Regions from separate parts of the Mus musculus genome. Here all the other regions are linked to region 3. Evidence: chromatin contacts called from public promoter capture Hi-C data. All regions are on one chromosome and are shown on one strand. The core of a region is the stretch at or near the end of the contact, and the rest is flanking DNA. Distances in the headings are between cores, read along the strand shown.

Region 1 (3,574 bases), core at 103-2,602, 420 kb after region 3:
TGTGGTGGCATCCTTGGCCTGGTGGTCCTGGGTTCTACAAGAAAGCAGACTGAGAAAGCCACGGGAAACAAGCCAATAAGCAGCACCCCTCCATGGCCTCTGCATCATCTCCTGCCTCCAGGTTCTATCCCTGCTTGAGTTCCTGTCCTGACTTCCTCCTGTGATGGAAGTGTAAACCAGGTAAACCCTTCCCTCCCCAACTTGCCTTTTGGTCATGGTGTTTCAACGCAGCAGTAGAAAACCTAACCAAGACCATTTCTTAGTTTTTCTCTGCTCTAAATGGGGCCTGCTGTCTGTCTACCCATATCACGTCACTGGGGCCTGTCATAAATGTAGACTGATACTACTTGCCCCACAAGCCTCAGGTGACTCATAGACACAATTTGGAGCAGCTTGAGGGACGAAGGGAAATTTCTTGGTGACATTTGCTGCCCTCTTACAGCCTGCCTGTTCACTGCAAGCTGCAAAGACTGTCGACTGCCTACCTCTCTGGGACATGTGCCTCCTAACCGGCTTAGAATGCGCTGTTCTTTGATGCTGTTATTTGAAGGGAGGGGACACACCCACCAGACCACGTCTCATCCTCTAAGACCCCTACACCACACCACTGCTCACTCACACAGTGGTACCTTTCTACTGCTTCCTGCATACACATCAGTTTCTTTAACTGAAGCGAGGAAATAATTTTGGCTCTCTATCTGAGGCTAATAATCGGTAATCCTAGGAGTATATGGGGATAGAGGGAGCACAATAGAAACCAGCTATTTCGGAGCCACCGCACCTCCTCCCCCAGCCCCCGCCCCAGTAAAGCCTGGGACACTAGAGTCTTTTTTCTTTTCTTTTTTTTTTCTTTCTTTCTTTCTTTTTTCTTTTTTTTCTCTTATTCAGCCCTACCTCCTCCCACCCAGGCAGGCAGCATCCAGCTGCCTTCTTCCCAGGCGTACTTCTCCTCCCTCGCGCCTCCCCGTCCCCAGGGCAGCGTGCACCGATAAATCTTTCGCAGCACGTAGCATTGTTGCCACGGGTTGGCCGGGCTGCTGCCCGCTGCACACCCCTCTCCCGCCCCCCTCCCCCGCCCCCCGCCCCCTGCTCGGCTTGCTAATGACCCAGCACAGCCTCTCTTCCTCGTTTGGCTTTGAAGCTCCAGCCCCTGGCACAGTGCCTGGCACTTGCGGGGCTCTCAATCAATGTTTGCAAAATCGGATTCTCGGCGGAGCAGGTGTCCACCGGGAGCCGGGGGCGCTGGGCGGGGCCTGCGAGGGGGGCCTGCGGGGCCGCGCTCCACCCCTCCGGGCCCGCGCTGCGCCCCCGCCCGTGCGCGCTGCCCCGACCCCGCGCGCCGCGACAGGGAGGGGCCGGCGGAGGCGGAGCCAGTAGCAGCGGAGGCTGGTGGCTCCCGCGCGGCTCCGGGTCACCGATCCCAGATCCTGGCGCGACGAGGTAAGAAGCAGCGCGTGGCACACAAGGGACCTGGTGCGCGGCGGGGAGGGGAGGGGGAGCGGAGACCCGCCCCTCGGGTGCACCACTGCCTTGCGGCCCACCCTCCCCGGCGGGGCTCCGTTCCCAGCCCGCGGTCCCCTTCACTGCTCGGCGTCCGCGCATCCCGTGCGCCCCGCTCATTCCCGCCGCTCTGCATCCCATCTCCCCCCACCTCGGGGGTTTGCTCCCCCCCCCCCAGCTCCTCTGGGAAACCGGCTGGAGCCGGGAGTGTGTGTTTGTGTGGGGAAGTCGGGGGCAGTCGGGGGCCGCAGCTGGAAGCCGCCGAGGGGTGAGCCCGGCGTGGGGGCGGGGGTCGGGTACCATTCTTCTGCCTTCGATGTGACTGGTGCTCCACGCAGCGGGCTGGCTCCATGTCTGTCGAATGAATGAATCATGAGTCCTTGTCCCTCTCTGAAGGAGGACTTTTTTGAGGTCCACGTGCTACAGAGCACCTGGGGAGGGGAGCTCTTGAGATAGGGTACCTGCTTCCGGTAGAACAGAAACTCCGCTCTCACTTCTTCTGTCTTCAGACTGGAGGCTCTCTTTGGGTTGGGGGCTGGAGGTGGGGTCGGCGGTGGGAGCTCTTGCAGGCCTTAACCAGGTACTTGTTGAAGGGATATTGAGACTTGAGCAAGCACTCTTGGAAGGTACCAGCAATAGAGAGGACAGAGCTTGTGGTCGAGAGCATACCGCACAAGCAGGGGGACTTTAGGCCAAGGTCAGTCTGGAAGAAGTGATCTGAGTACCTATTCTGGTTCAAAAGTTATTTAGGGATGCCCAGTCTCTGTTTCCTAATCAGTAAAATGGGTGCATTGGTGTTCATCCTTTAAGGCTTTCTGCATAGTCAGAAAAGAGCAGCATCTTTAGTGTATTGGGGGCGCCCAAGAAGTCTTGCTCCCTGCCCAACCTCCTCCCCAAAAAGTGACTGTTTCTCCCCCCCACCCCCCATCTTATTTCTTCTGTCCTCACAGAGGTCATAAGCAGATCCTGGTGATGTGTGTTCATTACTGAGAGATTCCTCTCCCACCCACACAAACTGTAGGGACAGCTGGGGACCTGCTGGGCACAGGCATGCCAGTACTGTCTGAAGACTCGGGTGAGTGTCCTTAACCTGGGCTGCAGCTTCGGGGGGCCTCCCAGGATTGGAGAAAACCAAACCATAAGCAGGACCAGTGCTGTAGCAGCTGCCTCTGACCGATCTGTTGCCCGGCAGGCCTGAGCCTGCAGGGTGAACGGTGTCAAGGCAGGATGGGAGTGTTGTCTGCGAGACTTTTCAAGGACAGGAAGTGCCACTGTTACTGGACCTTGTTTCTCTGGCTCTTCCTCAGGTTTGCATGAGACCCTGGCACTGCTCACCTCTCAGCTCAGGCCTGACTCCAACCACAGGGAGGAGATGGGCTTCCTGAGAGATGTCTTCAGTGAGAAGAGCCTCAGTTATTTAATGAAGGTGAACCCCCGCTGGCTCAGCCACCCCCCACCCCCATCCCTAAGGGAGGCTCTTTCTGTGCCATCTCAGCCACTCCCCTGCCCCTGGAAGGTTTCTAACTCATTAGTCAGGGCTTTCCAAATATGCTGCTATGGAGGGGACCCAGCCTGTGGCCCTAGGTGTCACCACAACCCTGGGTGCTGTGTATGGTATTTAGGGTAAAAGCAGAAATCAAATGTCTTTGCAGATTCATGAGAAACTCCGCTATTATGAGAGGCAGAGTCCAACCCCAGTCCTCCACAGCGCCATGGCCCTTGCTGAGGATGTAAGTCCCAGATTTTAATGTTTTGGCTTAAGGTGGCGCACAACCCGAAGCCCAGAAAAGGCTCTAACTCACCTTGTAGCCACTGCCTAGCTGGGGACATCAGAGGTTGGGAGGCTGAGGATGAAGAGAGAGGGGTTGCTTCCCCTCCTTCTTCTCCCTTTAGTGTGTGTGTGTGTGTGTGTGTGTGTGTGTGTGTGTGTGTGTTGCTTGGATTCAAACCTGAAGTCTTGTACATGCTAGGTAGGTGTTGCATGGCTGAGCTGTAGTTCAGTCCTCTTTCATTCTAGTCTTTCCTGAACCTTTTGGCATCAAGGAGGACTTTGTTAGCCTTAGCCTGGGCCAGG
Region 2 (3,627 bases), core at 399-2,898, 350 kb after region 3:
CACTACTTCCTCCTGGATTGTCACTACTACCCCTGCAGAGACCCTGGAATCTGTCATTTCGATCTATTGGGTTGACATTTGAAGAGCAGCTGTGATTTCTTGGGACCAAGCAAAGCTGGTTGACTTGCGTGACAAACTGTAAATAGTTCCCACACCAGACTCATTCCCCGGATACAGTCTTTTTACCTGGAGTAAAATCCAGAACACAAGGTTTAGAGCCCCTGGAAACCCGGATCCTTAAAACCGGCGCCGGAGCCAGGCGCCCCCTGGTGGCAGCCATGAGGCTCGAGTCGGAACTAGCCACTGGTTTTGCATAGTGGGAAACCTGAGCCCAGAGAAGGGGCCAGGATCGCTGAGAAATGAACTCTACTTACTTTGAGCGGCTGGTGCTCTTCTTGCTACCTTAAATGAGAGCCGAGAGGAAAAGGCTCTTTGATTCTTCAAGTCTGGGGATGGATGCAATGAGCCCACCTTACAGAGTAAGAAATCGAACCCTAGGAGCTCTAATTGGATCATGCTCCCAACAGGAGGGCAGTGACGCGGACTTCAATTGGAGCTAGGCCTATCTGACCTCTAACCTTATCAGGACAGATGCCTGCTGTCACCTTCTCCCCTCTCACTTCCTGCGTTCCCAGAGCCCGCGGTGATGATTCTTGTTCTGTCCTGAGAGCAGAACATCGGGAGAGAGAGAGGCCCTTGCTCCCTTCACAGGGGTCAAAATAAACAGAGCCAGTGACTGCTCTTGGCTTGAGCAGGGTGGAGGTCTGTCTGGGAAAAGGACACTGAACATGAAAGGGACAAGTGGCTTCTCCTGTCACGCAGTGGCACCAGAAGAATCTCTCAGGGGAGGAAGTGAAGGCTGACCCTGAGTCTTGGACAAGCGTTCCCTCCTCTGGTAGTCTCCCCACTTTTTGTCTGTTAAATAGGTTCCCTTGTAGGGGTTCAGTGGGACGACAGCATGGCATTTTTTGGGGGGCAACTTGAAGCTTATAAGTGATGCTGGTTTTTAGCACTCCCCTGGGACAGAGCTCTGTGCTGGGAAAGGAAACAGCTGCCAGGAACTGTCCCTTCCCCACGAACCCTGTGGCCTCTGAACCCTGGCCCACAGGACCTAAGCTGGCATTCGATACACGCATCAAATGGCTTTCTCCACTCCCTTCCAAGTGGCTTTAGGATGTGAGACATCTCTGTCCCTTCCTTGATCTAGCTGGATTGAAGGCCCGAATTCCATCCCTCATGGTAGGGGTAAAGCCTAGCTTCAGCTTCTATCCAGACCCCAAGGAAAGCCTATTGGCGACTGGGGTTGTCTCTGGGGAGGCCATGCTGAGGCTAGTGGCTAGAACCTTTGGGTTACCATGTCAGGATCCTGTCATTTATGAATCAAACCTCTTCTGGTGTCCAAAGCTGGATACGGACCCCCATGAGACCTTGTCATGGTCCAGTTTTTTCTTCTGTGCTCCTCCGACATCTAGAATGCTGACCTGGTGCTTTCCTGTTTCTGGCCACAGTGCCCGTGTTTCAGAAACCAGGCAGAGAGCAAAAGGGGGGTGGTGGTGGTTAAAGGCTGGCAGCAAGAAAGGCTGACAGGAGGCGGGGACTCTGGGGGTGCTGAGGACTATAAAGGGGCACAGCCATGAACAGGGAGACAGTCCAGCAGGAGGTAGGTGTCTGGGCCCAACACTCACTAGCTCAGCACACAGGGTAAGTGAGCTCACTCTGTCCTGCCTCTGGGGACTCCTTGGGTTGAGGCTGGTGATGGAGGGTCGGAATTGGTGCTTCGTAGGGCTGGATCCCTCAAGGGACCTAAAGTCCTCCTTGGGTCTTTCTCTGCATCTGGACAAACCTGTCAGTGGAAAGCAGGACCCACCGTGTCATAGACTTCTGTCCCTTTGCTTTACAAGTTAATTCTGTGTCCCCCACCCTGTGGTTCCCACCAGCTCTGGCTACTCCTGCCTCCTCAGAGCCATCAGTGTCCTAAGTCCTGTGTATCCAGCCTTCATACCTAGTTCTTCTGCTGTTTTTTTATGTTGCCAAGGCTTGGGTACTCTGGCTGCTGGCTTGAGGGGTGTGTATGTGGAGGTGTCCTGTTTTCTAGGGAAGGAAGGTGGTTGATGCTGGTGGCTCCTGGGTCTGCCCTTGTCCCCAGGCTTGGCTTGAAGAAATGTGTGGTAGGTGGTGGCTGGGCAGGTAGGTCTTGGACACAGGAGGATCTGCTGATGGGCTGTGTTCTGCTTCCACGATTCCTTGTTCATTAGATGGCCGTCGCATACTGCTGCCTCTCCCTGTTTCTCGTATCCACTTGGGTGGCTCTGCTGCTGCAGCCCCTGCAGGGGACCTGGGGAGCCCCCCTGGAGCCAATGTACCCAGGCGACTATGCGACACCTGAGCAGATGGCACAATATGAAACTCAGCTCCGCAGATACATCAACACACTGACCAGGCCTAGGTAGGGTGGTGTGTGTGTGTGTGTGTGTGTGTGTGTGTGTGTGTGTGAGAGAGAGAGAGAGAGAGAGAGAGAGAGAGAGCTCTTTAACCCTAGTCTCTTCAATGCCTGCTCTGAGAAAAAAATACTTCTGAGTGGCTTGGATCCATGGGCCGTGGGCAGGAAAGCGTCTACGTGGGGGATACAAAGCAGGTGACTGACAGTGAGAACTATACTTATCCCAGCTGTCTTCCTTCCCAGGTATGGGAAGAGAGCCGAGGAGGAGAACACAGGTGGACTTCCTGGAGTGCAGCTCTCCCCCTGCACCAGCCCCCCAGTTGGCTTGATTCCCTGCTCTGCGCCCTGGAGCTGAAGGCAGGTGTGGAAAGGGGGGGATCCAGAGGAGGCGGAGTAAGGGAAAACAAGGTCTTGGGGTACAAGGACTGTCCTTCCTCATGATTCCCTTCTTTCATTACAGGGAGCTCTGCCCAATGGACTTGCAGCCTCTCTTGTCTTCAGCCCGTGGCTGTAGGAGAGTACAGGTCCAGCTCTTTCCTCTGCAGTCTTGCAACAACCTGCTCCCTTGCAAACTAAATAAAGCAAATTAAAATCATAGCCCGTGTGTGAGTGTGTGTGCACCCATAGAGGCAGAAGCAGGTAAAGTTCACAGTCAGGGAGGCAGGGGCCTGGGGGTAGGAGATAATCCTGAGTGTATATAGGGGCTCAGCTCATTCCTTTCACAGAAGGAAGCTGTGGTCTAGAGAGAAGTGAGATTCCTTTCCAGAAAGGTCTGTGATGTCACAGTTCTAAGCTTAATCTTCCCATCCCAGCACCCCTAAACCATCTAGCTCCTCCCCCGAGGCCAGCCCTGTTCCCAAATGTACCCTCAAGACGGCTCCTGTAACCTGGGCGGTGGGAGAGGAGTCATTTATCCTAAAGTGGCAGGGCAAGGGCAAGAACTCAGAGGATTAGTGCTGGCGGCCAATTGTGTGCTGTGTAGGGTGGTCTCAGAACTGCTCTCTGGAGCTCTGGAGAGAATGGACTGATCTGGGAGGTAGTGGACTGCTGGACCAAGAATGAAATTTAACTACTGCTGTAGGGAAATGTGACCACCAGGGAGGAGATGTTTAGCCAAGAGTTCTGGCGGCCTCCATGTGTCAATCTGTGGTTCTTGGGACAGGGAGGGAAGACCCAGGTACTACCTG
Region 3 (3,413 bases), core at 584-3,083:
TACCAGCCAAATTTCCTCTGGAGTCAGTCAGTCATTGCAACTGAATGGCCCAGACCACCTATCTTGATCCCAGCAAAGCATTTTAGCCTTGGGCCTCACGGACGAGAGAAATGTGAGCGGGATTGTAGTGGCTGGGATTTTAGATCTGAATGATCCTGATAAAACTGGGGTGCGGTGGGGGGGTCTCTCTGGGGTGTCTCAGCTCCATGTCAACTCTGGGCTGCCTAGAGACATCAGGAGATCCTTGAACGAAGGCAGCAGTAGCCTCTCTGCCCCACAGATAACTCCTGGCTGTGGCAGGCACAGGGATAATACAGTGGGCAAGCAAGGCAGATTCCAGGGAGCTCTGACAGATTGTGAAGTCGGCTTGAGACCAACACGATGAAATTCACCAAGGAAGAGCGCTAAAGCCTGCACTTAGGTTCCAAAAAAAAAAAAAAAAAAAAAAAAAAAGTTACATAAGCACAGAACTGGGAAATATGGTTACACGGAAATCTCTATTAAAAAGGAAGAGATGCTGCGTGCAATCCCCTCTACCCTTGGCTGGCTACTCCAGGGTCTGAGGTGGGGGGCGGGGGCGGTGAGAAGAAGGAGGAGGAAGAGGAAACAGATGGAAATGAGGGGAGGAGAAAGAAAGAAGGAAAAGAGGGAAAGAGGAAAGGAAGGGATGAAGGGAAAGACCTGGTGACTTTGCCCCCTTAAGTAGAGAGACTTAGTCAGAGGGAAGCCTGCTGCGTCCCCTAGGGGAAGCCATCCTTGTCATAGGTCTCCTGGGTAGCAGGCTGTGCTGAAGAGGTGACTGGGCAGAGAGAACGACGCAAAACAGAAGCTAAGGGATAGTGACAGCCAGAAACGATAAGGAGAGAAAGGTTGTTTGGGAGCTTGTCTTCAAACATGGGGTTCAGCGAAGGAAGATCCAGTTTGTCAATCAGGATGCCGGAACCAATGGGATTCTTTTGTGGGGGGAGGCGTCTGCTTCCACTTCTACAAAACCTCTCTAGCCAGATGTCTCCTCCAGAAGGAGGTCTTATTACTCCAAGGGAGGCAAGCCCCTCCCCGGCCAACAATAGCACCACTTACTGCACCGGTGCACCTGTCAGACTTGTGTCAGAGGACCAGGAACTGGCTATGTAGAGCAAAGTGGCCTTGAACTCACAGAGCTCTTCCTGTTGGGATAAAAGGTGCCTGGCATTCCTCCACCATCACCCCGAACCACCCCTCACACACACCTTGGTATCTCAACCACGTTACTAGGTAGAGATTATTATGATTGTCACTTTAAAGGATAAGTGAGGCTGAATATAGCGGCTTGCATTTGAAATCCCAACACTCTGGAAGCGGAGGCAGGAAAAGGGCCATGAGTTCGAGGTCATTCTGAACTTCAGACCATCCTCTTTAAAGCAAGAGAGGCTAAGAAGGCTGTAAGGAACTTGTCTTGCCTGTTTCTGAATGGAAGTCATGGGGGGCGGGGGAGGAGGCTGACATGACCACAGGTCAGCTTCCCAATGTTGGATGGAGACCGCAGCCTCCTCAACACTACGGAGCTCTCGGTGTGGGAGAAGAAAATTCTCACTCTTTCCAACTACAGCCCTTAGGAGTAGGCAATAGCCATTCTCCTACCCCTCAATTTTACACCACATCTCAAGAGCTCTCCAACCCCAACCCGGGTAATTGCCCCCTAATCGCTGCACTCCATTGCTGTCTGGAATCTTGGGTTACCGGGTGGGGGCTGCCGGGTGGGCTGCAGGCAGAGCCGGGCCTCGAGGGGGCGGTGCCCGCTGGCCCGCCGTGCCGGGTGTCGACTGCAGGGGGCGCTGGCGGCCGCTCCGGGCAGAGACAATCGCGCCGAGCGGGCGCCGCAGCCGGAGCGGGAGCCCAACCCGGAGCTGCACAGAGCGGTGCAGAACTGGGGCTGAGCGGGGCCGGCCGATCAGGGCCGGGCGGCAACGATGGACCGCTAGGGCCCGGCCGAGCCCCGCGATGCCGCCGCCGAGTGGCCCCGGCGTCCTCGCGCGGCTGCTGCCGCTGCTGGGGCTGCTGCTCGGCGGCGCCTCCCGGGCTCCCGGCAAGTCTCCGCCGGAGCCCCCCAGCCCGCAGGGTGAGTATCGGCCTCGAGGGGCGGCGATCGTGGGCCTGTACCCTGTGATCGGCTGCCACCGCTGGCCCCCTCTTCACGGTGCTAGTGACTTGGGATGCATTCTGCTCCCAGGATGGCGGGGGGAAGGCGACCTGAGATCGGTGCTTCTGGGGGAGAGATTGGGGGACTGTTTGCTGCGGGGGTCTTGGGGAGACACAATGGAGAGGGCGAGGGTCTCCAGGCTCGGCGCTGCCGCCTCCTCCGACTTGTTTTTCTCCCTCCTGGTCCGCGAGGCACTGCAGCCAGAGCTATTGTCTGCGGAAGACACCCGCCCAGGGGCGGGCTGGGGCGGGCGCCGGCTCCGCAGCCCCCCGCGGGTCCCTAGCTGCGACCCAGGCTGGGTGGGGGCGCAGACATCGGCTGCCACCCTGGCCGGACTGGGGCTGGGAGCTTAGAGCTGGGCTGCGAGGGGGGAGGGGAGAGGGGGAGTGGGTGAGGCTGTAGGCGGGATTGACTGCTCGAATGGGGTTTTCACCCAGGAGCCTGACAGCTTCTAGCCAATCCCCCCCCAGGTTTAGAATTTGGGGCTCACCGAATAAACACTGATCAGCTCATGCTAGAGGGAGGGGATGCATTTGGAAGGGGGGGGGCGAGTACAGGCGTTATTGTGATTCCCGGCTCAAGGCGCATGGCAGGGCTGTGGTCACGGAGCCATGCTGAGCTGGCTGGCTAGCTGTGGGCAGTACCAGCTGAGAGGGCAGGTGTCTGGGTCCTTGTCCAGCCTGTCTCTTGCTACTACTCTCTTCTACCAGCTTCCCTTCTTCATTTCACTCATTCCCCCGCCCCCAAAGGAGACCCTGACCCTCCTAACGCCTAACCTGGCCCACATGGGTGTGTGAGGTGAAGGTAGAGCTGGCCCCTGCATTGGGAGCTGGACACCCTGACTCCACAGCTCACTCGTGGGTGCTCTGGGCCTCTCTTCTCCTCATCCCTGCTTCCCTCTCCCACCTTTCTGGTTCCTGCGCCACCACCCCACAATTGCTCTTCCTTCCCTGCCTGCGGTTCCATCCTGAAACAGTGTTCTTTGCTCCTTATGCCACCCCCCCCCCACACACACACACACCAGAAGCTAGCAGGAAAGGCGGAAGGCGGGGGTCTGGTTGAGGGAAGTAGGGTCCGGATGAAGGAAGGAGGTCGGATTTCCTCCTGGAACAAGGCAGGGCTAGCCAAGTGGAGAGATGCAGATACTGTATGGAATGCCAAGCTTTGAGGGTGGGGAGGGATCTTCCTGTGCCTCAGTCTCCCCTAATCTCCCAGAGAAGAGGCCCAAGCTAAG

Evidence for each region. Promoter capture Hi-C pulls out the DNA fragments that hold promoters and counts their contacts. Capture Hi-C pulls out chosen DNA fragments and counts their contacts.
Region 1: a promoter capture Hi-C map of pancreatic islet shows a contact between it and region 3. The contact joins the promoter of Mpp3 here to the promoter of Fam171a2 in region 3. A contact is called at or near these places in 1 of 39 promoter capture datasets (the C10 cell line), 4 of 115 datasets of contacts at active chromatin or transcription factors (embryonic forebrain, embryonic hindbrain, embryonic stem cells and 1 more) and 1 of 9 other capture datasets (pancreatic islet).
Region 2: a promoter capture Hi-C map of embryonic stem cells shows a contact between it and region 3, with 4 times the contacts expected there. The contact joins the promoter of Ppy here to the promoter of Fam171a2 in region 3. A contact is called at or near these places in 13 of 39 promoter capture datasets (the 3T3-L1 cell line, 3T3-L1-derived adipocytes, HPC-7-derived erythroid cells and 8 more), 2 of 484 Hi-C or Micro-C datasets (embryonic stem cells and stem cell-derived epiblast-like cells), 6 of 115 datasets of contacts at active chromatin or transcription factors (embryonic limb bud, embryonic midbrain and embryonic stem cells) and 3 of 9 other capture datasets (adipose tissue, liver and pancreatic islet).

What each region holds. Positions count from the first base shown.
Region 1 is chr11:102,024,733-102,028,306 of GRCm38.p6, reverse strand. It overlaps Mpp3 (membrane protein, palmitoylated 3 (MAGUK p55 subfamily member 3)), which reads left to right and starts at 1,352. Exons shown (of 19, transcript NM_007863.2): 1 at 1,352-1,440; 2 at 2,451-2,575; 3 at 2,808-2,926; 4 at 3,153-3,230. The coding sequence starts at 2,551.
Region 2 is chr11:102,099,340-102,102,966 of GRCm38.p6, reverse strand. Ppy (pancreatic polypeptide) reads left to right here and starts at 1,648. Exons shown (of 4, transcript NM_008918.2): 1 at 1,648-1,701; 2 at 2,256-2,446; 3 at 2,684-2,801; 4 at 2,901-3,036. The coding sequence starts at 2,256. The coding sequence ends at 2,795.
Region 3 is chr11:102,446,083-102,449,495 of GRCm38.p6, reverse strand. It overlaps Fam171a2 (family with sequence similarity 171, member A2), which reads left to right and starts at 1,833. Exons shown (of 8, transcript NM_199200.2): 1 at 1,833-2,098. The coding sequence starts at 1,981.